3 separate regions of the Zea mays genome follow, and all the other regions are linked to region 1. A link is a contact called in public Hi-C data. All regions are on one chromosome and are shown on one strand. Each heading gives the region's core, a stretch centred on a gene start, on an enhancer-like site or on the middle of the called end of the contact. The rest is flanking DNA. Distances are from core to core; before and after follow the strand shown. Region 1 holds the start of LOC103626142 (KH domain-containing protein HEN4). Region 2 holds the start of LOC100277427. Region 3 holds the start of LOC100281940.

Evidence for each region. Hi-C and Micro-C count contacts between places; a contact is called where the count stands out from the background.
Region 2: a Hi-C map of endosperm shows a contact between it and region 1, with 2.9 times the contacts expected there. The contact joins the promoter of LOC100277427 here to the promoter of LOC103626142 in region 1. A contact is called at or near these places in 7 of 25 Hi-C or Micro-C datasets (bundle sheath, ear, endosperm and 2 more).
Region 3: a Hi-C map of leaf shows a contact between it and region 1, with 6 times the contacts expected there. The contact joins the promoter of LOC100281940 here to the promoter of LOC103626142 in region 1. A contact is called at or near these places in 3 of 25 Hi-C or Micro-C datasets (bundle sheath, leaf and tassel).

What each region holds. Positions count from the first base shown.
Region 1 is chr5:26,807,789-26,812,061 of Zm-B73-REFERENCE-NAM-5.0, forward strand. LOC103626142 (KH domain-containing protein HEN4) reads left to right here and starts at 1,770. Exons shown (of 8, transcript XM_035958980.1): 1 at 1,770-2,486. It overlaps LOC100274553, which reads left to right. Exons shown (of 3, transcript NM_001148908.2): 3 at 115-1,383. The coding sequence ends at 1,180.
Region 2 is chr5:27,014,172-27,017,977 of Zm-B73-REFERENCE-NAM-5.0, forward strand. It overlaps LOC100277427, which reads right to left and starts at 2,104. Exons shown (of 23, transcript NM_001350260.1): 1 at 1,267-2,104. The coding sequence starts at 1,692.
Region 3 is chr5:26,563,489-26,567,672 of Zm-B73-REFERENCE-NAM-5.0, forward strand. It overlaps LOC100281940, which reads right to left and starts at 2,618. Exons shown (of 6, transcript NM_001371798.1): 1 at 1,819-2,618; 2 at 984-1,103; 3 at 823-876; 4 at 270-433. The coding sequence starts at 2,292.

The sequences.
Region 1 (4,273 bases), core at 520-3,019:
AATTTTGTAATTTCAACCCTTATTCAATGTATGCATTGTTTCTCTTTTAGAGTTCCGCATTTCTGCTTCGTCTAAGCCTGTCAATTTGAAACTTCTGTTTATTTACTGCTGCAGTTGTGATGAGCGCATTCAGAAGATACAAAGTGTGAAAATGATGGAGGGGATTTTCATCTGTGCTGCACCGATGTGTCTCAAGTCATTCCTTAAGAAAGCAGATTTTGAGTTTCATGTTCCCGATGTCCATGCCAACCTCCTGCAAACTAATCTAGAGAAGGAAGAAGAACGCAATGAGCCAGATGCTCCTAACATCTCCCGTGCTTCTGCAGGGGATACACAAAGACAATCTCAAATGCCTGAAATGTCTACTGCACGGGCTCCTTCAAGGCCAGGTGTTTCACAAGATCGTGATGAACGCTCTCGCTACCACCAGTCCAGGGAGCAAACACCACTGAGGCCCCCAACCCTTTCAAAACCACCTTCATTCCATGGTCGGCATTCGTACCCACCAGGGGATACTCAGGCCGAGAACAATCCACCTCAAGGATTCGACCGGGCCTACAACTGGGCTTCTCAATCACGGCAAGAGAGCCCAGGTGCGGCGACTCCACTTCGCCAAGAATCTGACCAAAGTATTCAGGACAAGCAGCAATTGATGGCTAATGCACCTTTTATGTTTCCGCCGATTCCTCCTCACCAGGGAAACTTTATGATGCCTATGAATATGAATCAGCCTTTGATTCCTAATGCACCATTCAATTATCCTCTCCAGCAAGATGGAAACCCTCAGTACTTCTCTGCCCCTTTCCAGATGCAGCTACCAGATACTGGATCAGAACAAGGTTCCATGTCAAATGTCCAGCCTCCAGCTGGTCCTATGAGTTTCCCTGAGGGGCCTCAGCGCCCATGGGGTATGAGGCTGATGAGTAATCCATTTCAATCGATGGCCCTTGGTCAGGGAATGATTGATGGTGCGGGTGATCCTCAAGGTGGTGGTGGCCTTGCCTTCATGCAAGCTGGTTTTGGGGGCATGCCTGATGGCTCCATGAATACAGGCATGCCCGATAGAGGTGATGGAAGGGGTATTCTAGCACAGATGCATATGCAAATGCAGATGTCACTTCCCCCACCTCCGCCTACACAACCTCCTCCAGGTTCACAGCAAACGTTTAACAGGACTTGATATTTTTTTTTGTACGAATTGATGGCAACTCCCAGAATTGCATGTCAATTCATTGAGCAAATTGTAATTTTGTCGTTTTTGGCATGTAACCTGTGGACTAGATGGCTCAGTTCTGTTCCCTGGTTGGATAGGAGCCTGTATTATGCTATAACTCCTGTTTGAATGAAATGTTCCGAAATTTCGAAATTTTAGTTCGAGATGGTAGATTCTAGTATCAGTAAAATATGTTTTAAGAAAAAAACGATGCAGTAAGAAGTTTGAAACATGCGGCTTCAGTTAACGTGGCATTGTCGAACCCTGATAAATATATTGCTTGAGGTTCTTTTTTTTGTTGCAACATTCATGTCAGCGTATACAAGTGTGATTTTGGTTTAGCTCCATATATTGCAAATCACGTAGACCGTCATGTGCGAAGAAAATTTGTTCCATCTATAAATATCTAGCCTAACTTGAGTCTGTATGCAATGGATCAGGCTTATTGTTTGATTGGTTTCACTCTTGTACCAGACCTAGTATAGATTTTAACAAGGTGAATGGACCTCCTTTTTTTCACGGTCCATTTTTCATCCGAATGCCAACCTACATCTAAATCTTTTTTTTATACTGAAAAGGACAGCAGCACGGGTTGCAGCTCAACCAAATCAAACACACAAAGATGCAAGGCTCCGCCTTGGAGAACTTTGAGGATGCATTAGTCATCTATCTGACGGACACACAGCAAAATGAACGAAGATGGAAGTCCTAACAAGATAGGAACCCAAATCTAGGGGCGCGGCCAGCCATCTAGGTGACCACGCGGGGGGCGGCCAGACGGCCAAGCGGAGGCGGGCGGGGGTCAGCGGCCAGCTTCTACAGAGGAACGGCGAGGACGGAGCCAGGCAACGGCGCGACGCACGCAGGACGCGAGACCTCCGCCTCGTCGACCGCTTGTTCGGGCTTGTTCGGAGCTAGGCGAAGTCGAGCTCCTGTCTTGTTCATTGGAAGCTTTATTTAAGAGTGTTTCCAATGAGCTCGTGTTCCTTGGCCACCACGGCCGCGATGAGGCGGGGCCGGAGGGAGACGGGGCGAGCAAGTCGCGGCGGCAGCGAGGACTGAAGGCCGAGATCTGGGGCAGGGCAAGGAGAGGGCGAGGTGCGACAGGAGAGGTAGGGAGGAACCACTCACAACTCGATTGCATAAAAAACTCGGGTCCGGAAGCTGGTTCCTGTCTGACGACGCTGTACTCAAGCCACACGTCGTTCGAGCTGTGGCGGACTGCCCGTGAAGCGCGGGGAGAAGCTCAAACTCCACCGGGTTTTAATAAAAGGTAATTGGTTAGCTAGGTGAGAAAGAAGCCAACAGAATATTTCATATAGAAGTGATATCTGTTTTGTTCATAAAATATTATGAACACAAAAATGAAAATCGGTTTCTTAATTAAATCCATTAATCAAGAAACATAATAAGAAACCTAAATAAAATCATGTCTGTTTTTATGCCTAACCTGTTTGAGTTCATGTGACAAAAATGGTCGATGGTCCTTCCTCATCAATCCCCAGACAATCAATCGCATCCTTAGCATGAATCATTACTAGTTAGATACTTGTGCACTGCTACACTGCTACAGTTTCTATATATTACATGTTGTATGGATAGATTGTGTTTTAATAAAATATAAAATTATGTTTGGTTTGTTGGTTAGTTAGATGTGAATGTGGACCCAACAATCAAGATTTGAACCCTAATTATGCACAATTGTACCTTATTGGCAGTAAAATTCTAGACAAACACAACCCACAAAAGCAAAGCAATTGCTTAATAATAATAAATAATGTAATGACCGTGCATTTCTATGGTACACAACAACAACATTACACTTTATCTTAGTCAAAAGACCTATAAAAATATAAGTTAAAAGAAGCCCGACCCTTTTTTATGCCTCGTTTGGTCGCTCATCATTCTTTAGCTAACGAGGTGGTATTGTATGGGAGTGTTGCATTGCGTGCGACTTTCTGTTATGTTAGAGTTGGATGGTTTCTCACGGCTCATCTATGGAGTGATGACCCACTAACGGGGGCTTGTTTGGTTTTTACGGTCTACGGGTAACAACCCACTGGTAGGGGAGGGAATAGACTTACAAGTTTCACGTGTGACATAAGATGGGCGTTAAAACTGGTGCTTTATAGATAAAAACTAGCATATAGCTTGTACTAAGGCTACGATCCCATGAAGGGGAAGAGTCGACAGCGGCAGCGACGACGCGAGGGGAGGAGTTGATGACGGTGACAACAACGCGAGGGGAAGGGGGCGGGGGAGGAAGAGAGATGAGGAATGGTCCAAATAATAATATCCATTGTATTTGAGTGAGTAATGCAAAGAGAGAGTTATCCAACAATCTGAACCGTTAGTTTTAATGATATGCTAAATCTGGGTGTAACTTGTTTGGTGGATTTAGTTGAGATTATGAGTGTGGGTGTGGGGATGGTTTATTTGGGTGAGTTTTGTAAAGTTTAAACTGATGAATTATATAGTGGTATAGATAGAAGTAAAGAGGAGAAAAGAAAAGACTTGAAAAAAATTAAAAATATTAAAGCAAAGAAAACGGGGCAGTCCTTTCCTCGTGAGTCGTGATAGTGATATTGCACAGTTGCAGTGTTCATTTTAAGCATCGGATGTTGCAGTGTTGCTTGCCCTTTCTTTCTTGTTCCTCTTCCTCGTGCTGGGCCTTTGGTGGGCCGTCCGTGATCCCATCTGGGGTCTTTCAAACGGACGACAATTCCCTGAGGCCTCATCCCATATCCTAACCGATCTGTAGGAACAGCCACGGACTCTGAGTCTCTGACGCTGCCTTTTGCTCTCCCCTTCCACCCCGTCTGCCCGCGCGCGCTGTCTCGTGGCGACAACTGGGCGACCGCCGCCGCCGTCGCTGCCGCCGCTACGCCAAGAAGCTAGGTCTTCATCGGTCCCTTCGTCGAGATTTTCTCCGGAGACAAGCACCCAGCAGGTATGCGCCCTTCTTCTCGTCCCTCTGCTGTGCGAAACAGATCACCCGAACCCTAACTTAAGCTATTTGGATATCTGTAACCGGGTCTGATCTAATTACAAGTGTATACA
Region 2 (3,806 bases), core at 854-3,353, 210 kb after region 1:
GTCAATTTCTCTACCCATGGGTTTGTTAATGGGTTCAAATGGAAACCCAACGGGTACGTGGGCATGGGTTTGTTCTTCCACTACCCATACCCGCAAACCCATGGGTTTTTAAAACCCGCCTTAAAATCAACATTCCTTATAAATATGTCTCATAATATTATTAATTGAATATGTTATAATTGAAATAAGCTTCATGTAACAAATTTTAGGCTAAAATTAGTTATCACTTGTTCCTTTTATGCTACTTATTAATGTATTGATTATCATTTACATGATGAATTATTTTTTATGTTGATGTTAGTGGGTATGGGAAACCCGTTGGGTACCCAAAACCCGCATGGGTATGGGTTTGGGCAAAATTTTATACCCGTCATGGGTATGGGTTTTTTAGCGGGCGTATTTTTTCTTCGCGGGTACGGGTTTGGGCAAGTAATACCCAGCGGGTTTTTACCCATTGCCATCTCTAATGATGTGTCATGTAGAATATCAACAGGTTAAGACTTAAGAGGGTGTTTGGTTTCTAGGGACTAATTTTTAGTCCATCTATTTTATTTCATTTTAGTCCTACATTGCCAAATATAGGAACTAAATCTCTAATTTAGTTTTTATATTTAGTAATTTAGGGACAAAAATGGAATAAAATGAAGTAACTAAAAATTAGTCCATATAAACCAAACACCCCATAAGTATAGTACTAGCCTACTAAGTTGACATGCTTCTGTAGGTTTTGACATGCTACAGTTATTGAAATGTTTCTCAATAAAAGAGTTAAATCTACTAGGAAACACTTAAGTTTGTCTAAATCTTTCGAAGTGAAAGGAAAAACTGTTCTGCCGTAAAATGGTAACTATCCCTGCTCACATTTATGCTACAGCGGATTGAGGTTGGTGGGAGAAAAGTATATGCAGATCGCAGTGCAATAATAACACAGAAGGATAGAACTATAGTAGTCGATTCTGATCTCATAAAACCAAATAAATAAATTACATACACACACCATAACTGCATTATCTTACTTGCCATACAGAAACAACCTAAAGGTCTCAAATCCACACTTTTGTACGAGCCATCAATAAATGGTGATTACATAGCTTATAGTAGCGCTTAGTTTCACATATTACCGGAGAGCCCTCTAAAATACGAGATCAGCATCGCATGATCGCATCTGCCATTGTTTCACCAAAAGAATTTCGCAATGTTCTGAATTCCCAACCCCGACACTTCTCACATTTCAAAATCATCAGAAATGAAAGGGAGACCGCCCACCTTCTTAGCGCCGTACGAGCTGGTGTCACCCCACCGGGCGTCGACTTGCGTGGGGCTCGCTGCTGCCCTTGGCGACAACCGCCTTGGCGTCGCCGCGGCCGCCGAATCCACCTCGTCTCCTCCTCCACCTGTATTCCCCGCCTCCTCCTCCGCTGTCACCACATTGGAGCTGTACGGAGAGTCCGCGTCGTCCCCCTCCAACCGCACCACTTCACCTTCCTTCTCCTCCTTCCCTGCCTCCACCGCAACCGCCCGGCGCCCGACGCCGTTCCCAGCCGGCCCGCCACCGGCGCCGTTCGCCGCCGAGGGACCGTCCGAGTACCTGTAGTCGAGCGGCATCGACCGCGCCGACTGCAGCTTGCTGGGCCCGCCGCGCGCCCGCAGGGCCGTGGATTTCCGCACCGACCTCACCTCCACCGACGCCATCGTCTCGGCGGCCCGCCGGACGGCACTGCGTCCGGAATCCAACTCACGGGCCACAACGAAACCGCAGGTCCCCTCGGGATCTCCGCTCCGACGACCTCAAATCGATCCCCAAACCCCTCCAGCAGTCGCCAATCCACGCTCACAGTCACACCCAGCAAAACACTAAACACCTCACAAAAACCGCCAGAAACAACAGCCGATCTCGCTGGCCGCCAACCCGCCCGCACAACCGCGGGAATGCCAATAGAGGCGCCGCGAGCCCGACCCACCCTGCTGGACGCGAATTGCGCGGGCCTCGGCTGCCCGCCTCCGCAGGTACGCCTCCTCTGCCTCACTCACTCCCTGTCTCTGCGAGAAGCAAGCAGCCAGCAACGGGCTGGCTCGGGAGAGATAAAACAATTTAATACGGAGTATGAATTAAGGCGGTGGTGGTGGTTTTTAAACGTGTTTGGGCTAGTTTGAAAAACCTATTTTCCAAAGTAATTTTCATTTTTATAAGAAATTCTCTAAACTAGCTCTAGGGATGGCAATTTTACCCGCGGGTTCGGATATCCGTCGGATATCCGACCTGTCGGGTACGGGTTCGGGCACAAAATTTGACATGCGGGTCTTACCCGTACCCGACCCGATTTTATTACGGGTCGGGTACGGATTTGATTTCTTACCCGCGGGTACCCGACGGATATCCGAAAATAGTGATTTTAGATTTTTCAACCTACTAGTACGCTAGCTAGTCGTCCATCCTCGACAGCTCATCCTACTGCCATCCCTCCCTGTCTGTAGTTGCTTCTGATCTGGTTCTAATACTAGTGTCACTATGTTTGATAAAGTGTCAGTACATAGTACCAGTGCTATCTAGTACAAGTAATTGAGCTAGGAGAGTGTTAATAGTGCTAGCTACTCTCCGATCTTGACGAGTTGGAATTTTATTAACAAAAAAACATTTGCAACACATGTCCAGGGCTACATCTGCATGACTGCACTGTGTAACAACATTATGTGCCTCCGGTGATCATGGCGATGTGCGATGCTCAGAACTGCACTAGACTTCATTCAAGGAGAATGCACCAAGCTGCTATACCCGATAGGTTACCGATATCCGCCTGATACCCGATAGGTACGGGCACGGGTACAAAATTTTACCCGTGGTTATAGTCATGGACGGATATAGATAATCCCCATGGGTATGGTCGCGGACGGGTATTTACTCTACCCGATCTGAACCCGACCCATTGCCATCCCTAACTAGCTCTTAGATTTATATTGGGTGGGTTGCAATTCATAGAAAGGTTTTGAATCGGCCACAGGGTGCACCCGTTTCGCCAGATCCAGAAAAAAGACCGTGGGAGCAGCAAGTTGGACGAAATGCCAGTCACTCATCGGCTCGCTCGGTCTTCGGTCGAGCTCGACTCGATTCGGATTAGCTCGTTTGAATTTTTTACATGAAGACATCCTAGTTGGATTCGTTAACAAACCAGCTCACGAGTTAAACGAGCTACCACATTTAGCAAAATAAATATATATACATATTATTTACGTAATAATTGATGAATATTATCGGCGTTTCGACCCCGGGGGTCCCTGGACCGACGAGTAAATTTGTCGCTGCGTGTCCCAGCCCAGATGGGTTGGCGCGAGATGGAACACAAGGGGGAAAATGCGGCTCGTGTTATCCTGCGCCAGGGGATGCGCTCGTAGTAGGGGTTACAAGCGTTCGCGAGAGAGAGAGAGTGAGCCTGTTCGTCAGCTCGTTCTCCCGCGTGACCCTCCTCCTTCTCGCATGAAGGCCCTGGACCTCCCTTTTATAGATGCAAGGAGAGGGTCCAGGTGTACAATGGGGGTGTAGCTATGCGCTAACGTGTGTGGCAGCGAGGTGCCTGAGCCCTGTGTACATGCCAACGTGGCTGTCGGAGAGGTGCTAGAGCCCTGTGTACGCGGTAACGTGGCCGTCGGAGAAGTGTCTGAGCCCTGTAGAAACACAGCTGTCAGTGCTGTTGGGATCTTGCTGACGTCTCCTTGCTTCCGTAGGGGGCTGAGAACCACCGTCGTCATGGACGCACGCGAGGAGCCATCATTACTTGTTACCAGGGCGAGCCAGATGGGACGCCGGTCTT
Region 3 (4,184 bases), core at 1,368-3,867, 240 kb before region 1:
CCCTCCGTGGGCCTCCTTAGGCCCTGACAGAAACACACCAATAATAATTAATACAAATGCTTTAGGATGCTGACTAAGTAAGAAAGAGATGCAACAGACATTGAAATGCTAGGAGGAATGGAAGCGGCAAAAAAGGTATTTATTGGGCAGCTATCATTAATGCATTTTAACAAGTAACTCAGTCAAGCATACCCAGAACTGAAGGTCAAGCAAATATCAGGCAGAAGCTCAAAAAAATGGAAGGTCTGGGTAGGAGGAGAAAAATGCACCTTGGTACGAAGTGTGAAAATGTTAATATCTGTTTGCTGCTACTTTTCACTTCTTCAGTAGCATCATGATTCTTGTCATTCAACTTGTCAAAGTAAAGAGCAAGAGCCTCATCATCATTTGTCAGGTCTGAAGGCCATTGGCAAGCATGAAAGTCTTTACAAGCCTGGTTATACAAAACCGTAAACCTATCAGTTCAAAGATATCAAGAGAAATCATCAATTCTTAGAAGAAAATAAGAAAGAGTGCAGGATTGATTTGGCTTGTCTAAATGACCACGCCAGTAAATATTTGTGCCTATGGCCCGCATGCATGCTACATTTCTCATTGAACGTTATAGTTCGGAACTTTGGATAGCTAGTTTGTTAGTTCGGTCTCATAGTTTTAAATGACCGGAATTGATCATGGTATCTAATTTCACAAAATAAACCAGGAAAATCCCTTGAGGGTATGGAAAATATAATTCAAGAAATCTTAAACTGCGCTAATTAACAATACTTGGTAGCAAATAGTGTTTTTGCAAATGAGTGAGTATTGAAGGAAAGCCCAGCCTACCATTTCTAGCGACGGAACACGCACACTGCTAACATCCTTCTCCTTGTCAAAGCTCTGGAGGACAATTAAGCAAGATGAAAAGGTGGGAAAATAATAGGAAAGTAGTGCATTATAATCCGGACAAAATATCGAATGCTAATGAAGCAAGAAAATTAAACAACCTTGTGATACCATGAGAACAATGGTATGATTCCCAAGTCACCTATCGTTCTTGGGCCTGTATCCACACCCAGCTCACTACACGCATCAAGCAATGCAGTCAGTTTCTCCAGCGAATCCATCTGGAAGGAATAATTTGAGTAACTGAGAGAGCTTCGCAATGACATATATTAGAAAATAAGTTTAATGCTGTAATAATTTGATCAAAAAAGAAAAAGCTGAATGTGATGTAGTTAAAGAACAATGTGATGCACTGTCAGTTATGCCATGCTTTATCTAACAATACAACACCACATTCAATTTTTTCAGTTGAGGTAACGCTTTGCAGCATGTGTGGATTCTACGCTGCATAAGTTACTAAATAGAAACTCGACCAGCAACTACTAATCCGAGTGCCACGGTAACCCTTCTGTCAAGAAACAAGTAGAATCACAAAAAGAACATATACAACTGAAATGCAGTCCAGATAGACGGGGCTGCTAGAAACCAGTGAGCAAAATGAAAATCTCATTGGTAAACTCTGCACTGCTTCTAAAATTAGGCCCCATAAAACAAGGAGATGCTCTAACCAGGCTGCACGCAAGTGTTGCAATGTACAATTGGATCAAATTAAGCGGACGGCTAGCTCAAACCATAAGAGTGGACGAACCAAACAGCATAATATTACCTCCATTCTCGAATATTTTTTTAACTAAAACGAGACAAATAAAAAAAACAGACGAAGTATGCCGTAACAGATACGACAAGGCATTTTGTCAAACACCTGGCTTGCAGCCCAAGAAACAAAATGCAGCGAGGAACGGAGGGGGATGCAAATTGCAGAGGAAATGGACTCACGTAGCGGCCGCCCTCGCGGCGCAGCCAGAGGTCGTGGTTCCCCGGCACGTAGAAGACGGCGGCGAATCCATCCCTGAGCATCTCCATGGTGCGCGCGAAGTTGTCCCTTGTCTCGGCCACGTCGCCCGCGACGACGAGCGCGTCGACGCCTTCCCCCTTGCCCGCCCCGACCTCGGCGGGCAGGCGGCGCACCCACTCCATGTTCTCCGGGTAGTCCGTGTGCAGGTCGGACACGACGAAGACCCGCGTGGTTGCCTCGGCCCGCGCGGCCGCGGGCACCGCTGCCTGCGGCGCGGGCGCCGCCGCGGCGCAGCAGCGGACGGACGCGGCGCGCGGGCGGAGGCAGCCCGGCACCCGGCGCCGCCTCCGCCTCCGGTACTGATGCGGCGAGGACGGAGGCGCGGCAGCGGCGGCGGCGGCGCGGGATGTGGTCGTCGTGGAGGAGGAGGAGACGGCGGGCAGATGCGGCGTCATGTCGGGAGAAGGTAGCTGCTGTCGCTCGGTCTCTCTCGCTGGGCTGGGCTAGGTAGGTCGCTGCCGGAAAATCTGAAAAATCCTCTCCCCTTTCCGCTGCCTCGTTCGTCTCCTTCCTTTCACAACGAGGGGTAGTTTGGTGATTCGCGAATCGCGATGGGAGGGGAGGGTGGGGTGTGGCGTCCCTCAAGCTCGGCGCGCGGATATATACGGCATCCGCTGCGGCGAGATGCGCTGTGTCCTAAACCTCGCCGGTGAGTTGGTGGGGCGGAAGGCGCGGGGCGACGACGTGGCACCGGCGTTTGGATGGGAACGGTGGGTGAGGCCGAGACAGCGGGGTGGATAGTAGAATAATAGTAATATTCTGGACCATTAGAGGCGTGTGATGGTTATCGCTTGTGGGGTTAATTACTTGGCGCCGCGCGCGGTGCGAACGCTGACATGGCTCATCGGCGGTTGGCAAACGTCCGAGAGGCGAGAGGGACTGACGCCGACTCGATTAATCATGTACAGCCTGAGTTTTTGATCGATTTTCTGAATATAAGAGAATATTATGATACAACCTTGAGTCCCTATGTCATAAGTATAATTAAGAGAGAATATGTATATAAAGTCGTGTAGATACGAATTCTTCGCGAATGGTCCATTCTTTTTTAGCTTCTGGCCATCAGAATCTGCTGGAGACTACTAAATGTTTAGGTTTTTAGTATCACTTTGATAATAACTGTCAAATTCAATATAAACACTGAATCGGTCGAGCCATCATTAAAGTATGAATCCATCACATTTTAGATCATAAACCCCATAAACACCTTCATCATTCTCTGTACATAATCTCTACAATGCTTAGATTCTCGCTACAGTTAGATTCTCAATAGTCTAGTCGGAAAAAACGAACAAATAGGCTCTTTAGCTGCAAAATTTTAGCTAGTAGATCAGAATCTTAGCAGTAGGGGTGAAAACAGAAACAGTAATTTTTGAATACCGGAAATCGTTTTCGAAGTTTTACCGAAATTTAGGTCTAAACGGAAACGGAAACGGTTACCGAAAATACGAAAATTGAATCAATAGAAAAACTCGGAATCGGAAACAGAAACGGTTTGGGTCTCTTCCGACCGTTTCCGGAAATTACCGTTTTTATTCGGTATTTTACCGTCGGTAATAAATTCGGTATTTTGAGGGAAAAATTTAAATCTGAACTGATCTTTATAAATTCATCTTAGCTTAGAAAAATATGAAACTAATTTTATTATTTTCCTAAAATCAAGATTTATCTAATGGTATATATTTTAGAATTGTTTGAAACTTTTATAAATCTTATTTATGTTTTCTTATATGCTGTTACTCTTGATACATATATTCATAATTTGCACGATGTTGGGCCTGTGCTTCGTCGCTGAAGGTCTTTTGGGAAGAAGCAACCTTCGGCTGAAGCTCTTTGTGTAAGATGGTCGAAGGTTCCTCTTCATGAAGCTTCGGTATTACAAACCGACTTAAAGATAGAATGACCTTTTAGTCCTTAAAGATCTGAGTCAATGTTGTAAACTTTTATGAGGGGCATGATTGTAATTCCTCACAGGCTGTGTCTTGTGCCTATAAATAGTGAACAATATTCCTTTACTGTTCACGCATTCCTGTAATTGCGATCGCATCACTCGGAAATTAATCTTTGCCGAGGCAGAGGTATGAATGTATCTAATATTTGAATACATTAAGTTGATATAATATGAAAGTGATGTCGTTCATTTATAATTTATTTGTCTTTGATGCTTCATATTTCGTATTATTTTATATAATCTTTTAGAGTTCAATTACGAAGATTCAACCTTCGTAATTGTGTCATCCTTAACCTTCGTCCGAAGTCCATTAAATCCTTAAAGGAATAATGCTTC